2 separate regions of the Mus musculus genome follow, and region 1 is linked to region 2. Evidence: chromatin contacts called from public HiChIP or PLAC-seq data. All regions are on one chromosome and are shown on one strand. The core of a region is the stretch at or near the end of the contact, and the rest is flanking DNA. Distances in the headings are between cores, read along the strand shown. Region 1 holds the start of Nkain2 (Na+/K+ transporting ATPase interacting 2). Region 2 overlaps Nkain2 (Na+/K+ transporting ATPase interacting 2).

What was found. HiChIP or PLAC-seq counts read pairs in DNA pulled down with a chosen protein or histone mark.
Region 1: an H3K4me3 HiChIP or PLAC-seq map of embryonic stem cells shows a contact between it and region 2, with 2.6 times the contacts expected there. The contact joins the promoter of Nkain2 here to the enhancer-like site in region 2. A contact is called at or near these places in 6 of 39 promoter capture datasets (the 3T3-L1 cell line, the HPC-7 cell line, embryonic stem cells and 2 more), 1 of 484 Hi-C or Micro-C datasets (cortical neurons) and 4 of 115 datasets of contacts at active chromatin or transcription factors (embryonic stem cells and forebrain).

What each region holds. Positions count from the first base shown.
Region 1 is chr10:32,886,154-32,892,737 of GRCm38.p6, forward strand. Nkain2 (Na+/K+ transporting ATPase interacting 2) reads right to left here and starts at 3,762. Exons shown (of 7, transcript NM_001013411.2): 1 at 3,490-3,762. The coding sequence starts at 3,543.
Region 2 is chr10:32,635,815-32,642,214 of GRCm38.p6, forward strand. All of the region lies in intron 1 of Nkain2 (Na+/K+ transporting ATPase interacting 2), which reads right to left. Among named protein-coding and RNA genes, the nearest start is that of Nkain2, 250 kb to the right of the region's middle. Within about 2 kb of position 4,592, at least 5 of the 459 cell types and tissues checked have an H3K27ac peak or open chromatin away from gene starts, as enhancers often do. A contact at or near this core is called in embryonic stem cells, where this site is marked.

The DNA of each region.
Region 1 (6,584 bases), core at 2,512-5,011, 250 kb after region 2:
CCAACCTGGCTGTTAGTGGCACTTGCTCCAAGTCAGTAATGTTTCATAGATCGCAGGGAAAGAACATAATTTTCAAGTGGAAATCCATTGTAAGAAAATCTAGACGATCTTTCAGTAGCTGAGGAAACATATACTTCTTGCCACACAGGACTCTGGTATATCAATATGTATGTGATCTGAAGCTCACTTACTTGGAAATAAAGTTGTGTTTTCATTATAAAATAAGTTATGTTGAGTTATTTTTCACTGAGAAATATTAGAATACTATGGAAAGTTGTGTTTGATTCAAAGAAAACCTGAGGGACAAAAGGTAGACTCTTTCACTAGCTGACTGAATGTTCTATCTTGGCCTGTAATCCTAAACCCATCACTGGAAACACGGTGATAATTTCTGTTACTATCTGAAATCTTCAGTGAAGGCAGCAACGATAACCAGGAAATCACATCCTAGCGATTATGAGCTTAACTTCTGGATTTTGCCCAAGGAGCAAATCTCTTTCCAGAAATTACATTTATTTTTTTTTTTACAAAAATCACACTGATATCTAAAGTGAGTTTAACCATACAACTCGGAAATTTCAATTTATGATACTTGTGGACACTTTCTCATTGAATAAAATTTTAGATTAAATTATCATGGTGCGGAATTTTCATTTATTTTATGACCTGATATTCAGATGTTACAATAATAAACATATATTTATGCCTTCACTCTGTCAAACACTGAGATTTTAAAAACATATTTTATATAATTAACAGCAAGGATATACACTCCTGGCTAGAAAAATGCCTCTGGAGCTTATGAACCTGTTCTTCACATGTCAAATGTCCAAAATACCACATCTGCTTTGAAAATAATGAGACAAATGAGGTCTCTGTTTCTACAGTACTTAACAATACTACATCCTTTTCTAAGATTAGCTATAAATTGATGTAATTTTTCAACTGAAACACAACACTCAATTTATAAGATTACAGATTAATGCTTTTAGAAACTTAAGTTATTTAATAAAAAGAGAATTTAATCTTAGGTATCTTTGGCTTCCAGTAGTTTTAACAAATCTCAGGTTGTGTTTATGAAAGTAAAGCAGGCATAAAAGTCTCAACACACTGAACATTTCAGAAGTCAACAAAACTGGAATCTCTCTGCCAGCCAATGATACAACAAGTCAAAACTTAGGCTGGGAATATGGTTTTTATGTAAAATAAAATTTTCCCAGACTAACCCAAAGATGTGCCAAAATTTTGTATCTATAAACATAGAGTGAAACATGTACTTCCACTCATAGGTGTTCCACAACACTTTGCAAAGAGTTACTTTATGTCAGATTGCATAAATATCTCTACAACACAGCAATGAACAAGAATCTCTTATGCCCTACAGGCTTTTACTATTTCACTCCATTAGAACAATTAATTGTCTTTCTCCTTTGTTTTTGTTCTATCTCTGCATTAACATGGCTGCTAATTATATTAGTCTGGTGGCACAAGAAGAGGGAAAGGAAAAAGACCAGGATTTTCTCATGAAGCATAGAATACTTCTCAGGACCCCTAGCTGTGCGCTTGCTTAGGCTGAACATGCCTGTCTTACAGCCAACTCTATTTTGTTGGAGAACATAGTCATTATTAAGGTTTCTTTTCCATTAAGTATTCTAGCTCCTCTACAAGAAATAGTTGCATATATGCACACACACGAGAGAGAGAGAGAGAGAGAGAGAGAGAGAGAGAGAGAGAGAGAGAGAGAGCAACAGAAGAAATCTACAGCTGTATCATGTTTGTATATTTAGCTTCCTCACTGGTATATTTATATTTTCCAATTATTTTAAGAATTTATATTCATCATACAAAATGTCATCTGATCCCAATACATACAGTTGCCCTACATACAATTGCCCTACCACATTAATAAAGCTCCTCTCACGTTAAACAATTTAGAGTTAACTTCCATGTTTCTAAACTGAGAGGAATATAAGAATGTTCTACCCACCAACCTATTCTTAGTTTTACACTTTACAACTGTGATACTGCAAATATAGACTATTCTGAAACCTATACAACACACACACATGTTTGGGAAATGCAATGCAACTTGGAATATTTGGGTTACATTGGTAGTTTTACAAAGTAAACTCTGGTTAGCTCTATTGTTAATGGCAATAGTTCTTTGCTGCAATACTTATATGAATCTGGGGTAGAGATATAGAAGCTGGTTTACATAGCATTGAGAATACATAAAGCTCCTAAAATTAGATCTCTTCTTTTCCCTTACAACCAAGTCCATAATACACAATTCACAGATTAAGGAATACACCATCCAGGACTTTCCTGGGTGGCGGTGGGATACCAGAGCTGAGATGCCTCAAACACTTTAAGTAAGTTTTTTTAAAGGAAAAAAGAAAGAGAAAAGAAAGAAATAAAAGAAGAACCCTCTGCAGGTCTTTGCAAGTGATAAACAGTGAAGAAAACTTAAGAAATTCTTTTGTCAGTTTTAATAGCAAATTCTTGTTCATTTAAACACCCTGCGATGACTGGATTTTCAATAATTGTCTTCCATTCTACAGCCCCCAACCCTTTATAAAACAAATAAGGGGAACTGTTTAGACTAATTTATACTTTCTATGGAAAGCTACTTGGTGTTGCAGAAGTGCCCCCTATTTCAAATTAACCATTTGCCACTGACATAAATTTTCACCCTATCTTCCCCTAAGCCCCTCCTCCTATTGCCTTTAGGAATTGAAATCGAGACATTATTTGCATTCTTGGCTTTTTAAAAGCAGCAATAGGATATTCTTCCAAACTTACATACAATCCCCCATCCTGTGAGATCAAACAATAGCATCAATTTCAGTGGCAATATTGTACATTATGGAAGACAAGATATTATTTCTTCTTGGAATTTTTGTAGCTCTTATGTTTTAAAGGTCCACTCTGGGGCAATGGTGTTGCAGAGTTTAAGTATCTCTCTCTGATCTACATACTTTTAGAACTCACTGTGGCTTTTTAGTTCAGAATGCTGCTAGAACACATCTGACCTAAACAAGGAGTTTTTAAGAAAATTATAAGACAATATATTCTAAGAAAATATCAAGCGACGATAAATAAATACTTCAAAACAAGTATATAAAAGCCTGAAAATCTGCTTTTCAACTTACACGCATATATAGTAAAATATATATGACAACCATCCTGTTCACATTAGCAAGAATGCCAAGCATAAAAGGAGAGCAACATCTCCACTCCCTTAAAGAAATTAAAGATAACAAGTTTAACCTGCACCTGCAAAACTGTCCTTAGAGGGACAGAAACGGGGAAAGGCAGAAAGGCTCACTTCTGCTGCACCCCTAAAATCATTTTAAATACAGGTAATATGTGGCATCTTTTATCTCTTCTTTTCCCTTCCGTCCTGCTCAATGGCAGATCTCTTACTACACTCCCTGCCCACTCTCTCAATGGTACATAAGAGAATAAGAGAACCCAAGCGTCACTTACCAGTTGCATGCCACAGATAAAGATAAGCGTGCACCTGCCACTGCAATAACCCATGGTTTCCGAGACCCCTGCCACAGCCAGGCTGTCCCACGTCGGCCACCGTCGAGGCCCCAGTTTATCCAATCAGATCGTGGGGAAGGACAGGAGAACCTGCCCAGGGCTCTAGGGCTCCCAGATGCCGCTGCCAATGTCCAGGGAAGTGACAGTGTCCTGCGCGGCGGCGGCTGCCCCAGCCGCGCCCGCCACACATACCTTTACTCGTTCACTGCACTCCCAGCGCCGCGGGCAGCGCCGCCCAAGGAGACGCGCCCGGGCCCCGCAGGGGCAGCAGCGGCAGGCAGACAGCGCCGCCGAGCCCTGGGGCATCTGGCCCGCCAAGTTGCGGCCCACGCCCGACGAGCGCTCGCCCGCCCCGCACTCCCTCCCCACGCACGGGTGCGCGGGCTCCCGGGGCGGCTGAGATGCGCGCCGGGCGCCTCTGTTCTGCGCTCCGCGTGCGGGGCCCAGGGGCGGGGCGGCTGCGGGGGCCGCGCGGACGCCCTGCGGCGCCCTTCCCCTTGCCTAGATGAGCGGATCCCCTCCCAATCAACAACTTCTCAGAGGTCGTGGCGGGCAGCAGCCCTGGCCGTTGCGGGCGTGGTGTCGCGGTGCCTGGGAGCTGCGGGGGCGTTGACTGCGGGAACAACGCGAGGGATCGGGTCGGAGGAGTCCCGGTGGCATGGCTGGCTGGCTTGCTTGCTTGCTTGCGTGCTTGCTTGCTTGCTTGCTTGGCGATGCCTTGCTTTGTTGGTATCGGTCTTGCTGAGGCAACCCTGCCAGAAGCATTACACGTGCAAGCTGTGGTGTGTGTGTGTGTGTGTGTGTGTGTGTGTGTGTGTGTGTGTGTGTGTGTGTGTGAAAGTACGGTTATGAAAAGGGATGGTGAGATATCAACTGGGGTGCCGCTAAGGCATTCTTCCCCACTGGAAAACCTGCATGCACTTACAGCAAAGAGCGGAGGGAGAGAAGTGGACACGGTGGCGGCCAACCAACAGTCCTGTGCTTGGCACGAGGCAAGGACAGCAAGGGACAGAGATTCCAGAGTTTCAAAGATTAGCCTGCTACAAGGACCGAACGGAATTGCCTCTTGAAGTTGCAAAATGTAGGGAGCCAGAGGAAATGTAGGAGTTTGGTTTTGGTGCTTCAGACTGCTTTCTTAACAATGGAAGGAGCCGATGAAATTTGAGCACTTATCTACCAGACCTCATGCACCATCCGGTTGGTTATGTGTCCTTGCTTGGTCATACTCCAGGTTTGACAGCAGCAGTTACCTGCGGACACGCACTCTGGAGCCTGTTGCTGCCACCTACGGGTAAAAAGCTGAAGGGAAAAACATGCTGGAGCAAGTGATGGTCATTTAGACCTTGGTGTTCAGAAGAGGGCATTTCATTTACAGTCCCAACAGCTACTGAAAGCATTCCTAATCTGGCTACAGAGAGAGGGTGTACTGTTGAGATCCACTGGATAGTAAAGCCATTGGAATAAAGTGCTGTGAGTGAAAAGAACTGTTCATGGAGCTAAAAAATACCATCGTTAGAGATGTAAAACCGGAAAAAAAGAAAAAAAGCTAACCAACAAGGTTCGTGAGACAAGTAGGACTTAAGCCTCCTTGAAAAACGACATTTGTGTATGGTAACTTTACCCACACTGAGGACCTAGTCTCCCTTCCATCAGCATCAGCTTGAGAATCATTTAGACTGTACCGTAAAACGTAATTCTATCTGTAGTCACTATTTCTTCCTCATTCTTAATCACTGAACTATGACCTTTCAACACATGGCATTCCTCTCTTTTTGTGGGCACACTGAATTGTTTCCTAAGCAGAGGAGGCTCTTGGCTAAGAAATAAAATGATTTCCTTGAAACCCATCTTTATCGGGCAACGGAGGAGAGGTGGGGGATGATGACCTCAGCCTTTTCAACGCACATATTGGAAATGCCAAAAACAGATTAGTCCATGCCATGGGGTCTCCACCAGCATTCAGTCCTGATTCTCTACAATAGTAACCATTTCATTTCATCTCATCTCTCTGCTCCAGTCCCCATGACTTCCTGGGACAACTTTCAAATAAAGCAATTGTGATGTAATCTTGTATCTGGTATCTGCCTTAAGGGAAACCCAATCAAATAAAATATTCCTCAAGGGCTTTTATGGTAGATATTTTACTGGTATAGTAGCAACGACAAATGTAATTGATGGTAATTCAGTATTGTATGCAACTAGTATCTACTTGATGAATCTACATCACATTGTCTCATTCATTACAGGAAACCTGGGAAGTGATACAATGCCAATTCCCAAGTAAAAGAAACTAAAATATTAGGCAGGAGAAGTATCTCTATAAAAGAGATGCATGTTCTCAGACAGAACAGTCAAGTTGGAATGCTCATCTTCTGTAAATAAAAATTGGTGTCCCAAATCACTGTGCAATACACCATCATTGATATTTTAATGAGTTTCTCAGCCATCTTCTAGTTTCACCCAGAAGTGATACTAAACATGTTTAGAGGGTGTTTAAGTATTTACTTCTTTGTGAAGTAAATTCCTATCACGTCCTTTATACACAACATAGCTAATGCCGGGCTTCTGCAAAGGTGCCCTAGTTACAGATGCAATCCCATTCCTTGAGGTGGCTGTACCTTTCTTGTTGCTTTTCCTTTTGTCCCTGGAACTAAACACCTTCCTGGAAGGAACATTAATCACAGCTGAGAGTCCTAGCTGTTCCATAGAAGTGTGTAGAGAAAAGAGATGTCTGAAATTGGAAAGTCGATTGCATTTTCACTTAGAAAGAAGGTCATAAAGTGTTTAGCTATGAGGTGCTAAGGGCTTTCCTTGACTTGTCTGATGACATAACTATTGTTAATTACCTTGATTCTGTGGGGGAAATGTCTACACATCTGCATACCTCCATCTGGACTCACCTTGACAAATGGCTTTAAAGTGCTTTTCAAGGTTTATTCACACCCACTTCATTTTCTTTCAGGACAACTCACTGTCTGTCCTGAGCACACAGCATCTAAGCCAGTTAGAGGTGACTCCATACTCAGCTATGACAA
Region 2 (6,400 bases), core at 3,342-5,841:
GCCTCCAAAAAGAAACCGAAGAGAGCATACACTAGCAGCTTGACAGCCCACCTGAAAACTCTAGAACAAAAAGAAGAAAATACACCTAAGAGGAGTAGATAGCTGGAAATAATCAAACTCAGGGCTGAAATCAACCAAATAGAAACAAAAAGAACTATACAAAGAATCAACCAAACTAGGTTCTTTGTGAAAATCAACAAGATAGATAAACCCTTAGACAGTCTAACCAAAGGGCACAGATAGGGTGTTTTGGGAAGGGAAACCAGCAAGCAAATGTAAATGAAGAAAATATCTAATAAAAAAATCAAAAAATAAAAAGACTGCTTTACATGCCTCACAAGGTACTCATATTCTGTCTAAAGTTCGCTCCCCTAGAATCTTTGTTTTTTTATCCTGCTTGGCAAAATAGACAAGGCCTAAGAATAGGCACGTATGTTATTTTAGTTTACTTCATTTGTTTTGGATTGTTTTAATTCTCAAAATGGGTGTGATTTTTCATCTTGTAAGTATATAATTCCTCTGAGAGAGAGAGGTCACAAAGGTTTTTCTGGTTACTGGCTAAAGGATATGTTATTTTGAGAGATAGGTTTTGCCTTTGCATTTTTAGAAAAGGTTTTCAGTGTCTATACACCTTCCAGAGTAATGTGGATCAGATTTGGTAGTGGAAGACCCACAGAGAACCAGATTCCAGAGAATCAAAGGAAAAATATATCTTGATTATACTAAAATTTTGTTTTGAGATTTGTATATTATGGAATACACAGTCTTGGTGAATCTCCTCATCAAACATGCTAAACTGACCTGCTTGATCTCCTAATGTCTTGGACTTTCAGCCAGATCCAGTCAAGATACAAAAATCAGAGACTAATCAATCCAATTTTCCCTACCCTTCCCCCAAACCCCCTTCATAATATCTCAATGCCCATAATCAGCTTGAAGAAGTTGTGAAGAGTCGTCAACACAATTCCCTGGACTTTGGGGTGGAGGAGGTTTTTATAGGTTGTTTTCTAGGGAATCTAGAAATGTTCATATTGGATCAGGGAGTAATAGCTAGAATTGATTACAAGGCCATAATCTCATTTGGTAGAAATGTTTTTAATTGTTACTAAGCTGAAGTCATAATTTCTTATTTTGGTACAGTATTTATTTTGATGCAAAAACAAGATTTTCTTTGGTATAAATTTCTTCTATTGATACAAAAAATATGAAAGTACAGGGCTTAGACCATATTACTTCCATTACTGTATTTATAAACTGATCTGAGATGATTAAGCCTGTGAGTTAAGGGCCAAATAGCAAATTCACAACTCTGAGTTTACTGTCAGGGTATTTTCAGATATTTTAATTAGAAATAGCTGAGAGTCCTGTCCAGATTACTTTACATAGATAGTTGGTTTTCAAAAACGTCAGAAATTTTCAGATTATGACATTTAATGTTATTTATTCACTTGTTGACCCTAGTCTGCTCTGACAGCTTTCCCTTTCTTGGATTCAAAGAAGAAATTGAACATTTATGGAGTTGCTCCAGTTGTGTCGAGACAGCCACTAGGCAAGAATTGCCTCATTTCATCTACAGACATAATACTGTCCAAAAATTGAACACATTTTACACGTTAGGACTGCTAGTTCTGCAGGGACACAATAGGCTAGTCCTTAATTTCCTGTTTCTCTAAGATGTGTCAGATGATCCTGGGTCAGAAGGCTGAAGACCAATGCTCAAATGTTTTGAAGTAAGGGACTGTCTAGGTGATCAGTGGTATCTATAAACTGGCTAAGTTTTTGGAAGCCTTTGTGTGTGTGCTTCTCATATTTTCAGGTAATATTAGTCATTCTTGGATTTCTGACAGGTTTGAAAAACTACATAGTCTCATAGCCAACCCAGGCTATTTACGTTGAGAGAACAGATTTGAGTTTTCAGATGGCATACATTCTCAAGCCAGGACAGAAGTCAGGTGTAAAATTATTGGTCTTTTAAGTTAGGATAGATGACAGAGGTTCTTCTTAATTGACAGAAATGATGGACTGACGACTAGGTGTTAGGTCTATCTTTTACTTTATACCTTACAAAATGATAATAATTGTGCTCAATTTATATTTTGAGATAAAGTTTATTTTTATTTAATTAAACAGAAAGGGTGATATGTTGCAGGATTTTCCCTATCCAATTACATTAGAGCAGCAGGAGGTCTGTGACTGGACAGTGAAAAGGGAGGTAGAGCTAAGAGCTGAGAGACAGAGAGCATCTCACGTGAGAAGGCCAAGATGGAGGCTGACTTGATCTAGCATGACTTTAACCTGCCAAAGGATATGATAAGTCTAAGATATCATTATGATATCATTACGATATCATAAGTATTATAAGGTTAGAATAACCTTACGGGATAAAGCTTTTATCATTATTAATTGGTTCTGAAATTAATGTATTGGCCTTTAAATTGAAAATTTATTGATATATATATATATATATATATATATATATATATATGATTGGTTAATTATAAGCTTTAAGAGTTTTGATTCTCCCAGGTAAATGGGGGCTGTGATAGTTGACTATGAGGTGGATGGTCATTGTGCGGTCTGGCAGCAGAGATCCACCAAGTGACTTGGAAGCTCCAGCACAGAGATGGTCAAGTAGAGAGCATCCTGCCAGAGCCATGTTGTTTGCTGGTTGCTGGTAGCAGCCCAGGAAGCCTGCTGGTCTTTTGAAAATATTCCCCATGACAGGTATCCTTTAAGATAAATTGGCCATAATACACGCTATCATTTAATGTCAAGTGTTTCTTAGACTTAACACATAATGTGAAACACAGTGAGTGATATAAAGACGCCACCTTTTTTTTTTTTTTAATTTGTAAACTCTAAATTTTTAACAACCATTTTTAACCGTATACTGTCCAGAGTTTCTCACAAGGGAAGGTCTGATTTCTTTACTTCCTTTTAATTTGCATCAATTATTAACTATTATAAGCACATGTGTCCCAGTCATTATTAATTTCTCTCTACTTCTTTCTGTTTTGGTTTCTACTTAGGGTGCAATCAGCTACAAGAAAGTTAGTGTTTCTTAGAACAACAATAAAAAAACACATCAGAAATAGAGTCTCCCAGGCATTTTTCTCAACAGCAGTGATTAAAATCATGAGACTACAGAGGCAGTTGACTCTAACAAACCTTGAGAGCCACTAGAGAAGTCAATCACTACAGAATAATGGGTCAGTAATACCATTGTGAAATATGAATAAATAACACATTCCATGAGTTCTCAAATACAAATTTAAAACCTCAGTTGTGGGAAGGCTTTCCTACAGAAGCATACTCTAGAATACATTTAGAAAATACATTTATAACGGCTCTGCCTACAGAGAAGTATATGTAATTAAACTAGAAAATATGTTCCACTCCAATAATGTTACTATTAGAAATTCTGGACCAGCCATTAGAATATGAAAAGCAGCAGTTAGACTCATTTTTGTAGGAGGGCTATACATTTGGTCTCATCATCTCTGTTACTATGACAACCTGCCAGCCTTCATGACCCCACTGAATTGCCAACAATGTCTCAGAATAGTCTGTTAATAATTCAAAGGCCTTTCTTTCCTTTGGTCAGATGTTGTTCTCTTAGTGAGCACAGAGGTTACTTATCAGCAATCTGCTCATCAGTTCCTCCCTTTCCATGCTCCAGTTATGTTTTAACCTTTGTTAACCAATTCTTAGAATTTTCTGATTTGGATACTTCTTAAAAGAGCACATTTTTATAATGGTGAGATACAGTTGAAGTCCAAGAGCTCTAAGCAGTCACTTAAAGCAATCTACTAAACTACTTAAATATTCGTTTAGTTTTTTTTTTAAAGTCCCTAAATATGGTAACTGATAAGAGGTGAGCAAAATTATAGAAATACAGATAATAGGTATTTATATTTTAATAATCATTCAAGATAGTTTAAGGCTTCAGTGAAGCACATTTAACTCTACATAAAGGATACAGACTATTTTACAGAGTTGAGTTGCATGTTCTGCAATATATGTATTACATGAAAATCTTAATTTCTACTACTTAGCTAGCAAAGAAGCATATATATGTAATATCTCCTTAATAAGCCTTTCTCATGAATAAAGGTGAGAGTTCTATGGGATGCAGGAGTATGTATATCACTGCTAGACTGCACACAGTTGCTGCATAAAATGTTTAGTTTAGATACCTTTGATTCCTTTGAAGTGTTTTTGAACTTGTTTTTCATAAAAATAAAGCAACCTTGTCTCCATGAATGTAAAAAAAAAAAAATTCTTCTCAATTAATAGAACCAGATAACAAGGTTTTCCTGTATTCTTGTGTCTAATTGTTTCAGTAATTTTTGATACTTTTATTTTATCTTTTATTTTGATAATTTTATTTTATATTATATATATTTTTTGTGTGCATCATTTGCCTTTGCATTCTTTGTACCATTACTAACACAGAGATACCTGCTCGCTTTTCTTTGACTCAGCATTTTATAAGACAGGCAGGAAAGCCAACAATAAGTAAAGTACTTTGCATCACTGTGAGCCTGTGGGCCCGGGGCTGCTAACCAATGCTACTTCACTGATTTCTTTTCCTAAAGAGGAAAGTCACAGGTAAATTATCATATGTAAAAATCCTGCAAGAGCCAAAACCCACATCCTGAAATAAAGCAATGCGGTACTATTGATCTGTAAACTTCTGCATTTTAAATAATAACAGAACAGTACAAGACCAGTCAGATGTAAATTTCAGGGGAAAATCCTGCCTCTAAATGTTCTATTTTAAGTATCTGTCTTTTAAAGAGGAAAATTACCAGGTTAAAATGTATTCTTTTCTTTCTTTTCTTTTTTTTTATATTTTTTATTAGGTATTTTCCTCATTTACATTTCCAATGCTATCCCAAAAGTCCCCCATACCCTCCTGCTCCCCCCACCTTCCCACTCCCCCTTTTTGGCCCTGGCATTCCCCTGTACTGGGGCATATAAAGTTTACGTGTCCAATGGGCCTCTCTTTCCATTGATGGCCAACTAGGCCATCTTTTGATACATATGCAGCTAGAGTCAAGAGATCCGGGGTACTGGTTAGTTCATATTGTTGTTCCACCTATAGGGTTGCAGATCCCTTTAGCTCCTTGGGTACTTTCTCTAGCTCCTCCATTGGGAGCCCTGTGATCCATCCAATAGCTGACCATGAGCAACCACTTCTGTGTTTGCTAGGCCCTGGCATAGTCTCACAAGAGACAGCTACATTCTTTTAGGCCAAGAAGTTTGGATGGCCTGGGAATGGGAAGGGGCTGATCTTACTTATGTAACTGGGTTTTGTTTGTTTGTGTTTTTTTATATACACACCTGCATATGTGATGTAATGTCAGAATTTTTCTAGAGTTCGAGGGATATTTACTGTGACAATACTTTATCCTAAGACATACCTAAGTTTCTTCTTGCATATCTCAGATTATCAACACTTACTGGATGTATTAACTGTATCAAGAAGTAGTAATTATGTCAAACTCTTCATTTCAGCTATAGAGAGAAGAGGGGAGGAGTAAAAGGGTGCTAATGACTTGGACAAAGGAACTATACCAACAAAGGACCTTGGTATAAAACTAAAAGTTACTTCCCCCTATTTTAGATCTTCTACATAAAAAGCTATGAAACACTCTAGCCTAGAAGTAGGTTATAATTTAAGATTACTTGAACAATGCAATTAAAACTATGTATTCTGTAGAAATAACTGAGTTGAAATTTGAATTTCCTTCTTTTCTCCATTTATTTGACTGTTGTCTAAAGGGAATGTATATCCTTTAAAAAGTACATTATGATCTAAAACATGCCTTCCTTAAAATTGGTACTTTAGGTTCAAAATAGTAAATGAGACTAAATATACAGCATATCAATTTATACTTATATATGTATATCTCAGATAATTTATCAGGTATTAATTTTGCTTATTTTCCTCTACTTAATTTTATTTTAAACATGTATACTACAGTATGTGAAGACCTATATAGTACTGACTTACCAGTGTTTAGCAGATATGCTGACCTATAATTTACTGTCCAGATATGTTAATTTTTATAGCACCTTTTTTTGAAGCCATTCAATAATTGTAAAACCCAAGAGACCTTGGTGTATAAACTACATCCAGTAAGCTTTCTAACAGGAGACATAACAAGTTTGATGCAATGTACATGTTAATATTTGACCTTCCCAAGTGAGAAAAATACAGTGTAGAGATGAAAACAAAAATGACAAAGCTAAATTTCAAAAAATGAGAATCTATTTTCTCATGTATATATCTGAACATTTAAAATCTTGTTTATTTTGTCATGAAAATGTTAAGTTCAGGACACCTTGAGTTCATTGAGAAATAAACCATTCTTCCTTTTTCAAACAAGGTATT